Linked DNA regions of Mus musculus: regions 1 and 2 are each linked to region 3. The links are chromatin contacts, called in public Hi-C and HiCAR-type maps. All regions are on one chromosome and are shown on one strand. The core of a region is the stretch at or near the end of the contact, and the rest is flanking DNA. Distances in the headings are between cores, read along the strand shown. Region 1 has its middle 18 kb from the start of 4930538L07Rik. Region 2 overlaps Tmem260 (transmembrane protein 260). Region 3 overlaps Peli2 (pellino 2).

The links. Hi-C and Micro-C count contacts between places; a contact is called where the count stands out from the background. HiCAR-type assays count read pairs that join an accessible place to other places.
Region 1: a HiCAR-type map of Th17 cells shows a contact between it and region 3, with 5 times the contacts expected there. The contact joins two enhancer-like sites. A contact is called at or near these places in 7 of 39 promoter capture datasets (3T3-L1-derived adipocytes, cranial neural crest, embryonic stem cells and 4 more), 3 of 484 Hi-C or Micro-C datasets (bone marrow-derived dendritic cells, nephron progenitors and stem cell-derived neural stem cells), 3 of 115 datasets of contacts at active chromatin or transcription factors (Th17 cells, embryonic stem cells and oligodendrocyte precursor cells) and 1 of 9 other capture datasets (embryonic stem cells).
Region 2: a contact with region 3 is called in a Hi-C map of liver, with 2.6 times the contacts expected there. The contact joins two enhancer-like sites. A contact is called at or near these places in 1 of 39 promoter capture datasets (liver), 1 of 484 Hi-C or Micro-C datasets (liver) and 1 of 9 other capture datasets (liver).

What each region holds. Positions count from the first base shown.
Region 1 is chr14:47,737,299-47,741,734 of GRCm38.p6, reverse strand. No RefSeq gene overlaps it. Among named protein-coding and RNA genes, the nearest start is that of 4930538L07Rik, 18 kb to the left of the region's middle. Within about 2 kb of position 2,519, at least 16 of the 459 cell types and tissues checked have an H3K27ac peak or open chromatin away from gene starts, as enhancers often do. A contact at or near this core is called in Th17 cells, where this site is marked.
Region 2 is chr14:48,505,685-48,509,781 of GRCm38.p6, reverse strand. It overlaps Tmem260 (transmembrane protein 260), which reads right to left. Exons shown (of 16, transcript NM_172600.4): 14 at 2,586-2,639; 15 at 657-747. Among named protein-coding and RNA genes, the nearest start is that of 4930572G02Rik, 53 kb to the left of the region's middle. Within about 2 kb of position 2,216, at least 5 of the 459 cell types and tissues checked have an H3K27ac peak or open chromatin away from gene starts, as enhancers often do. A contact at or near this core is called in liver, where this site is marked.
Region 3 is chr14:48,201,108-48,205,407 of GRCm38.p6, reverse strand. The region is part of intron 2 of Peli2 (pellino 2); the gene reads right to left. Gm52144 (a long non-coding RNA gene) reads left to right here. Exons shown (of 2, transcript XR_003951214.1): 2 at 1-992. It also overlaps the pseudogene Gm6498. Among named protein-coding and RNA genes, the nearest start is that of Gm52144, 2.6 kb to the left of the region's middle. Within about 2 kb of position 2,622, at least 62 of the 459 cell types and tissues checked have an H3K27ac peak or open chromatin away from gene starts, as enhancers often do. A contact at or near this core is called in Th17 cells and liver, where this site is marked.

The sequences.
Region 1 (4,436 bases), core at 1,270-3,769, 460 kb after region 3:
AAATATTCTGAAATTAGAGGTAGTGAACCAATGCAAACTGGTTTTGGGTGCACGCACAATAAGGCAAAATGAACTTTAACAGAAAGCCTATTTACTATATTATGCCTATGCATAATGGGGCATGTATATGATTAAAAGCAGATGCACCATGGAAGATGCAGACAGTGAGCCAAGACTTGAGGAACCTAAGCCTATCAACAAAAACAGAACACTACCAACATTCTTCCCCTACCAATCTACTTCTGAACCTGCAAAAGCAGCAGTGGGCCCATACACTGCTCTCTGACAGCAAGCATGCCCGCCCTAGGTCCTTGCCTTGCTCCTTTGCTGCTTGCATGTACTTCAATTCTTTCAATAAAACATTTAGAATCTGGAAGCCAGTCCAGAGAGCATGAGTAACGTTACTACCTCCTCTCCTGACTCAGAATCCTACTCACCCAACCCTGTCCCCATCCCATGGCCCCAGCAAGGTAAAGATTCTTATCTCTTACCCTGAGTTTACAAAGGCACCTCAAAGGCACTAGAACATAACTGAAATGCACTGCCCTGAAGAGCAACTCTGAGCACTTCATTAGACCCTAGTGCTGGGGTTGTACACAATCATTCACAAGTCTTATATATAAGTGTTCTAGCTCTCTCTGTAAGAACCCAGCAAGGGAGGAGAGAAGCTCAATTAAAGAAACAAGTTCATCAGATTGTCCAGTGAGCAAGTCCATGACAAGCTTTCTCAACTACTAACAGATAAGGGGGCCCAGTCCACCGTGGCCAGTGCCTCCTCTGGGCAGGTGGTCCTAGTGCAAAGTAAAAGCCTGACCAAGTCTGTACAGAGTGTTCATCCATGGCTCCTGCCTCTGCTCCTGTTAGAATTCACACCCTGAGCTCCCTCACTGACGGGCTGTGGTTAGGATATGTAGCCAAATACACACAGGGGCTGTGGTAGGGTGTGGAGACTTTCCACTGCCACAAGTTGTTTTTGGTCATGGTGTTTATCACAGCAACAGAAAGCAAATTCCAGTGTTCATCCCCAGAGTGGATAAGCCAATGATAATTTACAGTATACACAGAAATATAAAGAACTATTGTTTACTACTGGGTCAAAGAAGTCAGACAAAAGTACCTACTGTATGTTTCCATTTACACAAAATTGAGAGAGTTCAAACTAACCTCAAGTGACAGAAAGCATATCAAGAGCTGCTGAACAAGGAAGTAAGGGGACGTAGAGATCCTTGTGGTTAATGGGTTTGCTCTTTATCTTGGCTGTAGTGTTTCATAGGCACACAGCAAAATGTGCCCAACTATATACATGTATATGTATATATACAGACAACTGCTTAACAACAAAGTAAGCCAAATACAGACCGTGACGGTACAAAAAAACAAGGGGCTGCCTGTTACTTTCTGTGGAACATAAAATAGCCACTACACAGATGATCTAATGGTACCTAACAGAAATGAGCATACAAACTCTTTACAAACAGCAAGTTCCATCCCTAGGTGTTTATCCACTGCCAAATAAAGCAAATGGCAAACTAACTTACACACCTTTTGAGAGCATACCAAACACATTGCTAAGAGGAGGTGCACAGCTATCTGGTTACGTGACAGCATGGACGTGATGTTCAATTTCACTGTCAGGTAGTGGCCATGGCAGCATCTGAAAAGGGAGATGGGGCCAGGGGAGTCCACTTAAGCCAGGCAAGCATGTTAATAACTCTAACGATGACAGAAAGCTGTGTTGCCTCTCATTTTCTACAGGCTTGAAGTATTGTTTTAATATTCTCAAAGACAACAAATTTCTACATGTCAAAATTTGCAAGAAAGTAATCCACAGGAAAATCTACAGTCTAAAATGAATTTATTAAAAACAAATTTTATACAAATGTTATCAAAGAACAATTGAAAATTATAAAAATATAGAACAAGATGCATATTTTTAAAAGTGTGGATAGTTGCCAGATGTCATTAAAACTCCTGAAAAGAAACAGTGTGCAAAAACAGGAGCTCTCTATTTTTTGGTCTCAAAAGAAAGGAGTTCCTTTAGATCTAAAAGACTTTATTATTTCTATCAATATTCAATGTACTAAAATTAAAACCAAGAAAAAAATGTTAAAGCTTTTTTCATACAACATACAAGATTATGGTCTCCCCTCCCCCAACTCCTCCCCATTTCAACACCCACCCAACTCATGGCCTCTAAAACCAACAAACAAACAACAAACAAACTCATTAACTAAACCAAGACACATTCAAACGAACTCAAAGCAAAGTTCTGCACACTACACCTGGGTTATTTCATGCTGGGCAGCTCCTCCCAGGCAGAGAGCCTGCCCTGAAGGGTGGTTCAGATACTCAGGGAGATGCCACTGCAGCAAGCTTTTCCTTTGCCGAGGAGTTTCTACTGCAGGTAGCTTCTTGGTAAGGGGTAAGAGTGGGTGTCTCCTTCCCCTAGCAGTGCTGGGACCCCATCTGACTTGAATATGTGGTGCTGCCAGTCCCTGTGAGTTCCCATGTGAGTCAGCCCTGTTGTGTCTGTTGTGGTTCCCTGGGGCAGCACAGATGACAACAGAGTGAAAAGAGCAGGCTATAGTATCTTATGAAAGTAGTTTTAACCTTCAACATCTCTAGAAATCAAAGGTCAGGGGGACGCCAAGAGGGCTATGTGTCATACACGTCTAAAAACCAGAGGTAGACAGACCCTCAGAAAATATCAAGAGAAAATGAGAAAGACAAAGTAGTACCGCAACAAATTCCTCTTTTAAAAATTACTCTTTTTCTACACAACCATCTATTTTTCTCTAGCTAGTTACATACACATAATTACAGAAACATATATGTAGATATGTATATGCTCATGAGTCAGTCCCAAGCCAGATGTTTCAGGCTCAGGAGTAGAATACTGGCTCTCCTGAGTAGCCAAGACTAGGTAGGAGACTTATTCTCTGTGCCTCAGTTTCCGTATCTACAATGAAAAGGAGGGTAGAGTATATTCCTTTCCTGCCTCAATCTAGTGAATAATAAAGTGTCCAATTCAGGTAAATGATTTTAAGATATTTCGCCTATGATGAAATGTACACATGACAGTGCTATATAATGGAACTCTACCAATGAACACGAAATGGTCAACTTTCCTAGGGAAACATAGGTCTACCACCAATCTGTCAACAGCCTAAACCTAAGACTTCTTTGCCAATCCCGGCAGTAGTTTTGCTTTGTGGGACTTCCCTCACCTGTTGTGCAAACCCTCATCACGCCCCACAGCTTCAGTTTATAACACAGTCAGCACCCAAGCTCGGGCACTAGTGGTACAATCTGGGACTGTCTGTCCTTTTCAGTCCTCCCCTTGCTGTCTCTGGGCACCTAGATAATGGAGCCTCTGTGTGAGGGCACTCCTGGCAGCCTTCTCCTGGTGGCCTCTGCTCCTCCCATACACCTTCTATTGGTGGACCTGAGCAAATCCATTTCAAGAGGGACTTATTTGGATTATGGTTTCAATCCATTATTGGCTGCCTTCACTGCTTGGCACCTGACAGACTATCATGGTAACGTGAATGTGTGGTAGAGGTTAGAACCTTTATGATACAATCGTTTATCAGGAGTGTCACCAACTGGGGAACCATGTCTTCACACAGACCTAGGGAGATGGGAGCTCTGTTTCATATCCATGACATACCATCCAAGAGAGTCCTCACAGTACTGGCATGGCTTCAGTGCTGTGGGCAGCACAGCTACTGTGCTCTCTTGTGAACTATGCAAAGACAGCTGATACCTAGTCTTCTACACAGTGCCCTGACTTCTGCAAAACTGATGAACTCTCACACACCAAGAGGAATGGGCTGTTTCGTGGCATTTCCATCACTCCCTTCCATGTCTCTTCATTCTCTTTTGGAGTATCAACAAGTCTGTTCCCAAATGCACCTCTTGTAAGACAGTAGAAAGATGAACACTGGGACCAGAAGGCAAAGCAGCTGGTAAAACCTTCACCACTCATACAACTGAGCTCTAGGGACGTTTAACCTAAGGGCAGAGCCTGAGCGCAGAGCTACAGCTGCCCAACTGAACCATTGCTGAATGGGAGCACGGTTAGCTTTCCCTATATTACTCCAAAGTGAAGAAGCTGGCTAGACTGATAGATGTACTAGGGACAAACATTAATAGGATTATATAGGGACATATAATAGGGTTTCGTATAGGAAATCATTAAAAGTTACTCATGCCCCATGTCGGGATGAGCAGTGTTGTGTATGATGCATGAGTGTGTATGGTTGTGACACGGAGGGAAGGGTGCAGATGAAAGACTGAGGTGACATTCAGAACAAAAGAGGCCATTTGTGTTCTGTGATTGAGTCTCGCTTTGTAGCCCAGGCTACCTTCTAGCTCATGGTCCTCTTGCCTCTACTTACCAACTGTGCTTCTGACAGGTGTATCCACTAGACCTG
Region 2 (4,097 bases), core at 967-3,466, 300 kb before region 3:
TTATCTGTCCCCAGGACTCCTATCATTTCATGTGTAGCCAATGTCAGGTTAGCATTGAGGGTGACATGGCAGAGCTTGGTCTAGTAAAGCCATTATGCAAGCTTCCTCCTGGTGCTGCAACAAAGAGTGACAGACGCTTGCCTAGAAATCACAGGTTCACTGTCCTGCACCTGAGATGAGAGGCTGAGGCGTCCATCAGTAGGGCTTTACTGCTTCTGGAGCGCTGGAGAATCTATTCCTTCCCTTTCCAGTTTCCAGACCCTTCTGCACCTGTAACTCAGAGTCTTCCCTTCGCCGCCATGGCTCCTGGATACCACTTCCAAACCTCTCCTGGTTTCTCTTTTGGAAGGCTCCTATGATCATAGTGAACCAAATGGGCTAATCCAAGCCTGATCTCAGGTCCTTTAACTCAACCACACGTGCCCTTTGCCACAGAAGGCAGTGGGCCAGGCACTGTGGGGGAGGGTGTCATTCTACTTACCATGACCCTTAGCTTCAACACTGTTTGTGACACAACTGAATGCTCTCCCCATGTGTACTGCTAATGCTCAAGACAACCTGGGCATGAGAGGGTAAAAGATTCCATTGCATGCCCTGTCTCCGCCCCAGGCGCTTCCACCTCCCAGTTGATGCCCTGCAACAAAACTGAAACATACTTTATATGCATGCGTGTAGAGTTGTGCTTTCACATCTGCAGGAACTGCAGCAGACTCTGCCAGACTGAAGATGAAGAATGGAGTCTTCATTCTGTGGGTGGAGGAAGAACCCTCATTAGAAACATCAAGATGGGGAATGGACAAATTTTTGTGTGTGCATTCTTCATTCTCTCATGTTCATGGAAATTTACTCTGAACCAACAGGATCCAAAAGCCCCCTAGGACACAGCGGCACTCATGCTCAACACTAAAATGTTTTGGGAAAAGGCTCATCACTGTGTGGTTCCCTGAAGGTGCCCGTTGCTGTTATGGAAGAGCAGTCTGAGACAGGGAGCATTGCTGGGCTTGCCAGTACATCCCTGAAGGTACCTGTCACCGGTGGCAGCTATGTCATGGGCAACCAGTTCTATAAAAAACTGGGTAGACATTCTGAGCACCCAAACATCCAAATGGTATTCGGCACACCAGTTAAATCAGCGCCTGCGCAGGTAGTGTCCTGCTTCCCTCTTTCACATGAAGTCACTCTGCTTTCCCAGATTCAATCACAATGAACAACTGTGCAGAGAATTTTTGATCAGATCCTCAGTGCATCTGTTTGCCCCTGTAACTAGACTGGCAACTTTATGCCACTTTCTAACTTTTTCAAAAAGCTCTCTGATACAAATTACACTACAGATATTTTGCAATCTTTATATTGGAGTTATGTTTCTTTCTTTAAAAAGATTTTTATTACTTTTTTTTTCTTATTTATTTATTTTGGGTGTGTGTGGGGGCGGGGCACAGGGCTATACATGCTACAATGTAGAAGTCATAGGACAACTTGCAGGAATCAGTTTTCTCTGGCTACCATGTAGTAGTGAGGTTTGAACTCAGGCTGACACATTTGGAGCCAAGTGCACCTTTACCTGTTGAGCCATCTTGCTTGTCCAAGGAGCTATATTTCTTGGCAATTCTTAATAAATCCATATATATATATATATATATGATTTATATCCTAACTCTATCCTCAGAACATAATCTCTGGCATAGATTGGGCATCAACATATTTTTGCAGAAGGAAGAACTCCATATGTGTGAGAGACCCTGTTCTATATTGCCTAGGAGTTTTGCATGAATGGCCAAAGTTTGATTTGTGTTGGTTTTATTTTACTTTAATTTTTTTACATTTATTTATTTTGCATCTGTGTGAGTCTGCAAGCTGTATCTTAAATATGGTAACTAGAGGACAATTTATGGAACCTGTGGGTTCCAAGGATCAACTCAAGTCACTGGGCTTGGCAGCAAGTGCCTTTACCCTCGAAGCCATCTTGCCGGCTCCTGTTGGTTGATTATTCAAAAATAATGACAGAGACCAAGAAAAAGCAGCAGTGCCACCAAGAAGTGATCCATCTGGAACAGCGTGCCTCTCTCTGTGAGCAGTCTCTGTGAGTAGCGGGTGATGTCTTTTCATGTAGTCTGCTGTGACAAACTGTGCTCCATGAGGGCAGGGACTGTCACCGTCCTGTGTAGCTTCTGGCCTGGCACACCGCCTGGCCTCTGTAAGCATTAGCTGAGTGTGTTAATGACAAACTGGCATAGCACGAATGGAGCCATGGCTGTATTGCCTAATTACAGAACAGAGCCCAGGAGTCAGGATGCCTCGGGGTTACACTGAGCTCTGGACTCCATCACTGTCATTACGGGCCCTTGGAAATCTGTCTGCCTCGCTCTTTTATAAAATGGAGATAACAGAGCTTCACAGGTTATTATGAAGATTATTAATATTACTATGTATTACACATGCATAGTAATACAATGTCTTGAACCAAATAGCTGTTCTGAAGTTATTTTTATTCCCACTCATCCACAGTCCCAGAACAAAAAGTACCATGGGCTATTCCTTCACATATTAAAAAACAGGCTGCAAATAATAAAATGTAGATCACTCACCTTGCTTGCCACATCTCCTCATTGGCCACCGATTCCCAAGAAGATGGACCAAATCTGTAGTTAAAAGAAAAACAGTTTCCTTCGTCGCTTACATTACAGCATGACACACAATGCCTGCTTTATAGTGTTATAAGCACTAGAAGAGGCTGGCTCTGGATGCATTGATGATAGCCACACCAAAGCTTTGCATTTTAGTAGCTGCCTCAAGGGGCAGAGGACAGAGGGGAAGAGGCTGCAGGCAGTGGGCAGCTGTTCCTGAGGCACAGGGCTTCACTTAACCCCTGCTGGGCTATGGGCTGCTTGAAGAATTCCAGCCAAACAACTGCTAGGCAGAGTTTTATAATAAAAATGTATAATAAAATTTTAAAAAATTATAGTTAAAATTTCTTATCAAGTATCTGTTTAGAGAGAATGGTGCTAAGGAACAATGTGTGTGTGTGTGTGTGTGTGTGTGTGTGTGTGTGTGTGTGTGTGTGCACGTGGCTATCTGAAGAAAATGTAATTTTTTTATTTTTTTGAGAAAGGGTCTCACTATGTAGATCAGATTGGTCTTGAACTCAGATCCTGGTGACTCTGCCTCCTGGGTGCTGGGACTTTAGGCATGTGCCACCACAGCCAGCTAGCTGTAATATTCCAGCTTCTCTGATGAATACTGGTGAGTCAGCAAGCTCTGCTGTGGTCAGCACTGTGGTGGTGTTTCTCACCGGCTCCAAACCTTTCCTAGAGCCTGTTAACGTGATCGCTCTTCTTGCACCTGAACTATAAACAATAGGCTATCTAATATAGATAATCCAGTAATGTAAAATACTTATATTTAATTGTGTGTGGGAGTATGTACATAGGCGTGCAGGTGGCTGTAGAAGGCAGAAGAAGATGTTGGCTTGCTGGAGCTAGACTTATAGGTGGTTATGAAGCCACCACAAGTGGGTGCTGGGAACCAAAGCTGGGTCTTCTGCAAGAGCAGAAGAGGCTCAATAACGCATAATTTAAAAAATCAGATAACGGGGGCAATTTATTTTACTTGACTTATTTTCCACATAGGTAAGAACAAGCCTGTGTAAAAATGTTTTAAGAAGAAATTAATAATGCCCTAACCAGTATAACAAGGTTGATGACAGACAGGCACAGGAAAGCTTCTCGGATTCAGCCTTTCTTACAGAAACTGTCTGTCTGTCTTTCCGCTCTTGTGCTGGAGACTGAATCACCCATCCCGAGCGCATGCTAGTAAAAAAGTGCTGCACCACTGAGCCACACGCTAAACTCGTCTGTGTGCTGGAAGTTCACTCTTGTGGCAAGTGTCATGGGCAGAAGAGCGCCCGTAAGGCTTAAGCACAGCACAGGAGTCCCTTCCACGGGTAGGGTGATACAGTACAGGCTGCTGGACCATGCGGCGTCATGGCCCGAAAGCAGAAGATGGCATGCATCAGACTCAGGGAGCCCATTCACCATCCCTCAGATTCCCCAGACAGGAGGGGGACAGAGACGGTCTCCTCCTGCTCATGCGTTCTGATC
Region 3 (4,300 bases), core at 1,373-3,872:
CACGCTCATCTTCATATAGAACTGCACAGCATCTCAAAGACTGCCAAGTCAACCCGGAGCACAGCATTTGCTAAAGGATGCCTGATGCACCAGTAAGTGGATCCATCTGGCTGATGTTCAAAAGGTGGCAGAGGGCAGAGCCTGACGCCCCTTCTCTCAGCCAGAACGCCCTTCCTACATCTTCAGCACGGCCCTGTCATTTGTGAATGCAAGAGTCCCGCAGCACGGCCATGTCAATGGCACCCTTTCACCTTCTCCCTTCCCACCACTTCCAACGCCCAACTCTCACCCGAGGAGGAAAGCGGAGACAGGTCCACTTCTTGTGGCACAGACTCTGAGCTAGAGACCCCTGCATGGCCTGAGGCTGTGTACGCCTGTCCACATTTCCTCAGGCTTCACCTGATTCACAGGACCGCCATCACTCTGCAGGCCCAGTGAGCCACGCAGCAACAGAGTATAAGAACACTGACCTGAGCAGAAACACTTTCCTGTCCTGTTTATACACTATCTCGCCTGTGTGACTACTTTCCAAAGAAAGAAAATTCCTAAAACTAAATGAGATGCTGACAGAAGACTGAATTGTTTAGGACATGTTTGGAAACTATTAAAATACTCAAATTATTACATAGGTAAGCAAAATTACTCTTAAGAGACACTCTAAGTTACTACTTAGCCTCGGGGGAAGCCCTCGCTGTCAGCTGCTCATGGCTGAGAGGCAGGTGTCCCCTGGATTAAGTATAGACACCAATTTTGTCTTTTTCCAGAGGAGCCAGAAGGACCACTAACCTGGATAGCAACTCTGCTCTGAGCACTGCCGTGCTCACAGAGGTTTTGCTCCATTCTCAGCGCCGAACTGGGTTAAAAGGAATGCAATTACAACTGGCTTACACAAAGCTATCAAGCAAATGCAGGAGACAGTCACTACAACTAGGATGTAGAATTGTAATGTGACAAAAAATAAATTACGTGAAATATATGTCTTTAGGAACAACTAGGTTTTGCAGCACAAAACAGCCTATGATGTGTGTGTATCTGTGTGTGTGTGTGTGTGTGTGTGTGTGTGTGTGTGTGTGTGTGTGTGTGTGTGTGTGTGTGTGTGTAAACGAATATCGTGGGTTGAATACCCATCAGCACTAGCTTCCACTGTTCCACAAGTCTTTGTAAGCTGGGAGATGGCACCAGTGAACAAGACTGAACAAAGACTAACAAACCCAGACTGCTTTGAGAGAAGCAAAGGGAACAGTAAGGCCTACGAGCAGCCACAGAGATGCAACCGACCCTGAATAGCCCCCACTCCACCCCAGTCAAGCACCCACGCACGTAAGTCAATCTAAACCAAAACAAGATGGACTAGTCCAAAGGCACATAAAAAGCAACTGCGTCAGCCACTGCACTTTTGTTTGTTTTTCTATAATGCTGATTAAACAATGAAGCAAAATTAATTACTACCTTGAAAGCCTGGAGATGACATCTCTGCAAAATATGAACGAGATTAAGCATATTCTTGCATTGTACTGGCATACGCCTCCCACATAAAAATAAAACTAACATAAGCATAAATGTGACGTAAAATCTAAGCTTCCCAGTGTGCACTGTGGCCACACAGTGAAGCGGCATGACTCTGTCAAGTCATAGCAGTATGGACGCTATGAAACCATAGCATGTGTGCTTTCCAGCTTCTGACCAATGCTCAGGAGCCTTAGGTACCCACGTTCCACAACGATGATGATGGTGACAAGACCTGACAGGAGGAGTTAGGCAACAGTGGATCCAATTAAAGTTTTTATTTGTAAAACTAGGCTGTATTTCAAAGCTGAGTCTTAAGACTCAGTTAATATCTGAAAATAATACAACCCTTAACTCCAAATGCTGTTACAGCTTAATATCACATCCCAACAAACGATTTTTCTCTCGTCACTTCCTTTAGTCTTGATTCACAGACTTGTGTGTCTCTGTGTGTGTGTATGTGTGTGTGTGTGTGTGTGTGTTGCATTTTAAAGCTCTCAATGGGGAGGTGGCTCAGTTGGTACAGCAGTTGGTGTGTAAGACTGAGGGCTTGAATCTGATCCTCCACATCCATATAGAAAGCCAGGCATGATGATGCACCTCTATTATCCCAGCACTAGAGAAGCAGAGACAGAAGCACCCCTGGGCTCACTGGCCAGCCAGCCCAGCTGACCCCATGAGCTCCAGGTTAGTAAGATTAAAAAAAAAAAAAAAGTTTTAAAAAATGAAAGGAGAGTGACTGAGGAAGACAGCTGAAGTTGACCTCAACCCCCTTACAGGACGAGAGCAAAGATACAGACATGCAGATGAACACATGTACATTCACGTGCACACACACTAAGACACACTAATCTGGAAAGCAAGGATGGCTGTCTTCTACCTGCCTACTGGGGAGCCCCCAGCCATGTGAAAAGACCACAAAGCCTTGGCTTCCAATACACTCAGCCATACCCCCACACTGCCCTCTGGTGAGGTGGTGTATTACTATGGCGACAGCCACCAGCTTTTTCTTCCCTATGCCTCTGTGCTCATGAACAGGGTCTAGCCTGTGGGACACAATTCCTAGTGCATAAACACACTTCTGAAGAGACGACAAAGGGCAACAGCGAGTGCCGGATCAAAGATCTGATTCAACGTCACCATGGTGCCAAGTGAGGCTGTGGCAGACTGTGATTCATGAATGGCAGACACCGATGTCTTGAAGCTTCAGTGAAAAGCTGGGAATCATTACTGAAACCTCTGTCTGGGTCGCCAGCTAACCGTGTCTGTGGCTGTTAATCTAAGATGTCAGCGGAACAGTCAACGTCTGACTGACATCCCCACGTGAGAACGGAGCCTACAAGCCAGCAGAGTCACATCCTGTTCCTGCCATTCTGCAGTCCAGCTGTGCTGGGTTTCCTGAACCGTCTCTCTCAGAGCTGTCTTACTCTCGCCAAAGCACCTTGCGCCCTGTGAGGCCTCCTCAATGCCATACTGTCACTTACCACAGAACTGCCAAGGTCTGCTTCTGCATTCTGCAGCGTACTGGTACTATGTGTACTTGTGCACATGAAAGTACACTGGATGCCCTACCAGTGGCATACAGCTACCTTCTAGGGGCAGAGGTCACTGTGCCACTTCATCCCCCAACCCCCACTCTTCTGTCACAAACAGCTAGCACTGAGTTCAGTCCCCTCTAGGACATGCAAGTTTCTTCCTGCCAGTGGAACAGGGCAGAGAAAAGCCACCTCTTAGCACTTACTCTGCTCAGGGGACAGTCTGAGGGGAGGAGGAACTGAAGGTAAGGCTGGTCTACCAAGCCGACCACCGCGCATGCGAGGCTACTACCTACAATAGCCCCTCACCACGGCAACCCAACATCCCAATGAATTCACAGGAAAACCAGCATCGTTTCTTCTCCCACACCTACCTCTAAGGCCTGTCAAGAGCCACAGAGGTCTCAAGACCTCCTAGCCTCCTCTGCATCCCTCAGCCCTAGCCTCCGTGCCTCAGAGCCACAGACCTCTCAACAAGGAGAATCCAAGACCAATTTCCCAGCCTTGAATTAAGCTGAAAATTATTTCCCAGTGGGCCCCAATTGACATCTATGAGCTTTACTGAATTATGTCTCAGGGACACTAGGAAAAGCCTTGCAAATGGTTTTGAAAATTAACACTACATTAGGTCATGTTTGTCATCCAGCAAACTGATACATTCCTCGGGAGAAAACCAGCCGAGCCAACCTGAGTTTCTGTTATCAGCACTGCTCGCTCTCAGCCCTCTCTTGCTCTCCCAATCTCTCTCTGTCGCTGACCTATGAACCTTAACCCCAACACATCTGTGTCCCTGAATCCTAAAACCACCACCACTGCAACCAACAGTCCACACAGCCATCAGCCCCTGCCTCTTGTCCAAGTGTTTTCTGCAAACAGTGGTTTTCCCCCTTCACTCCTCCCGTCCCCCGTGGAAAGTGACGTAAACTGGCTGGTGGGCATGTCTTCGCTTCTAAACACTTACACAGCGCTGCCTGGTAAATGTTCTCCTCACTGGGTTTTGAACAGGCCAGCCTCTTTCTGGATCTCCTTCGGCATCTACTGTGCAAACTGTATATAGATGCAAAACAGAACTACAAGAATTTCTGGGATCGGAACTGTGATCTCATCCACACACAGTGGAAAAGGCAAGCTATTTTTTGTCGGAAACTTTTCTGTCTCCTGGGTGGGAAAGATGAAGCAATTATTGTCAACCTAAAGCTCTGGGCTGAGGCTTCTGCTACTCACTTGAGACCAAAAAGTGACAAAGACATCAGGCTAGC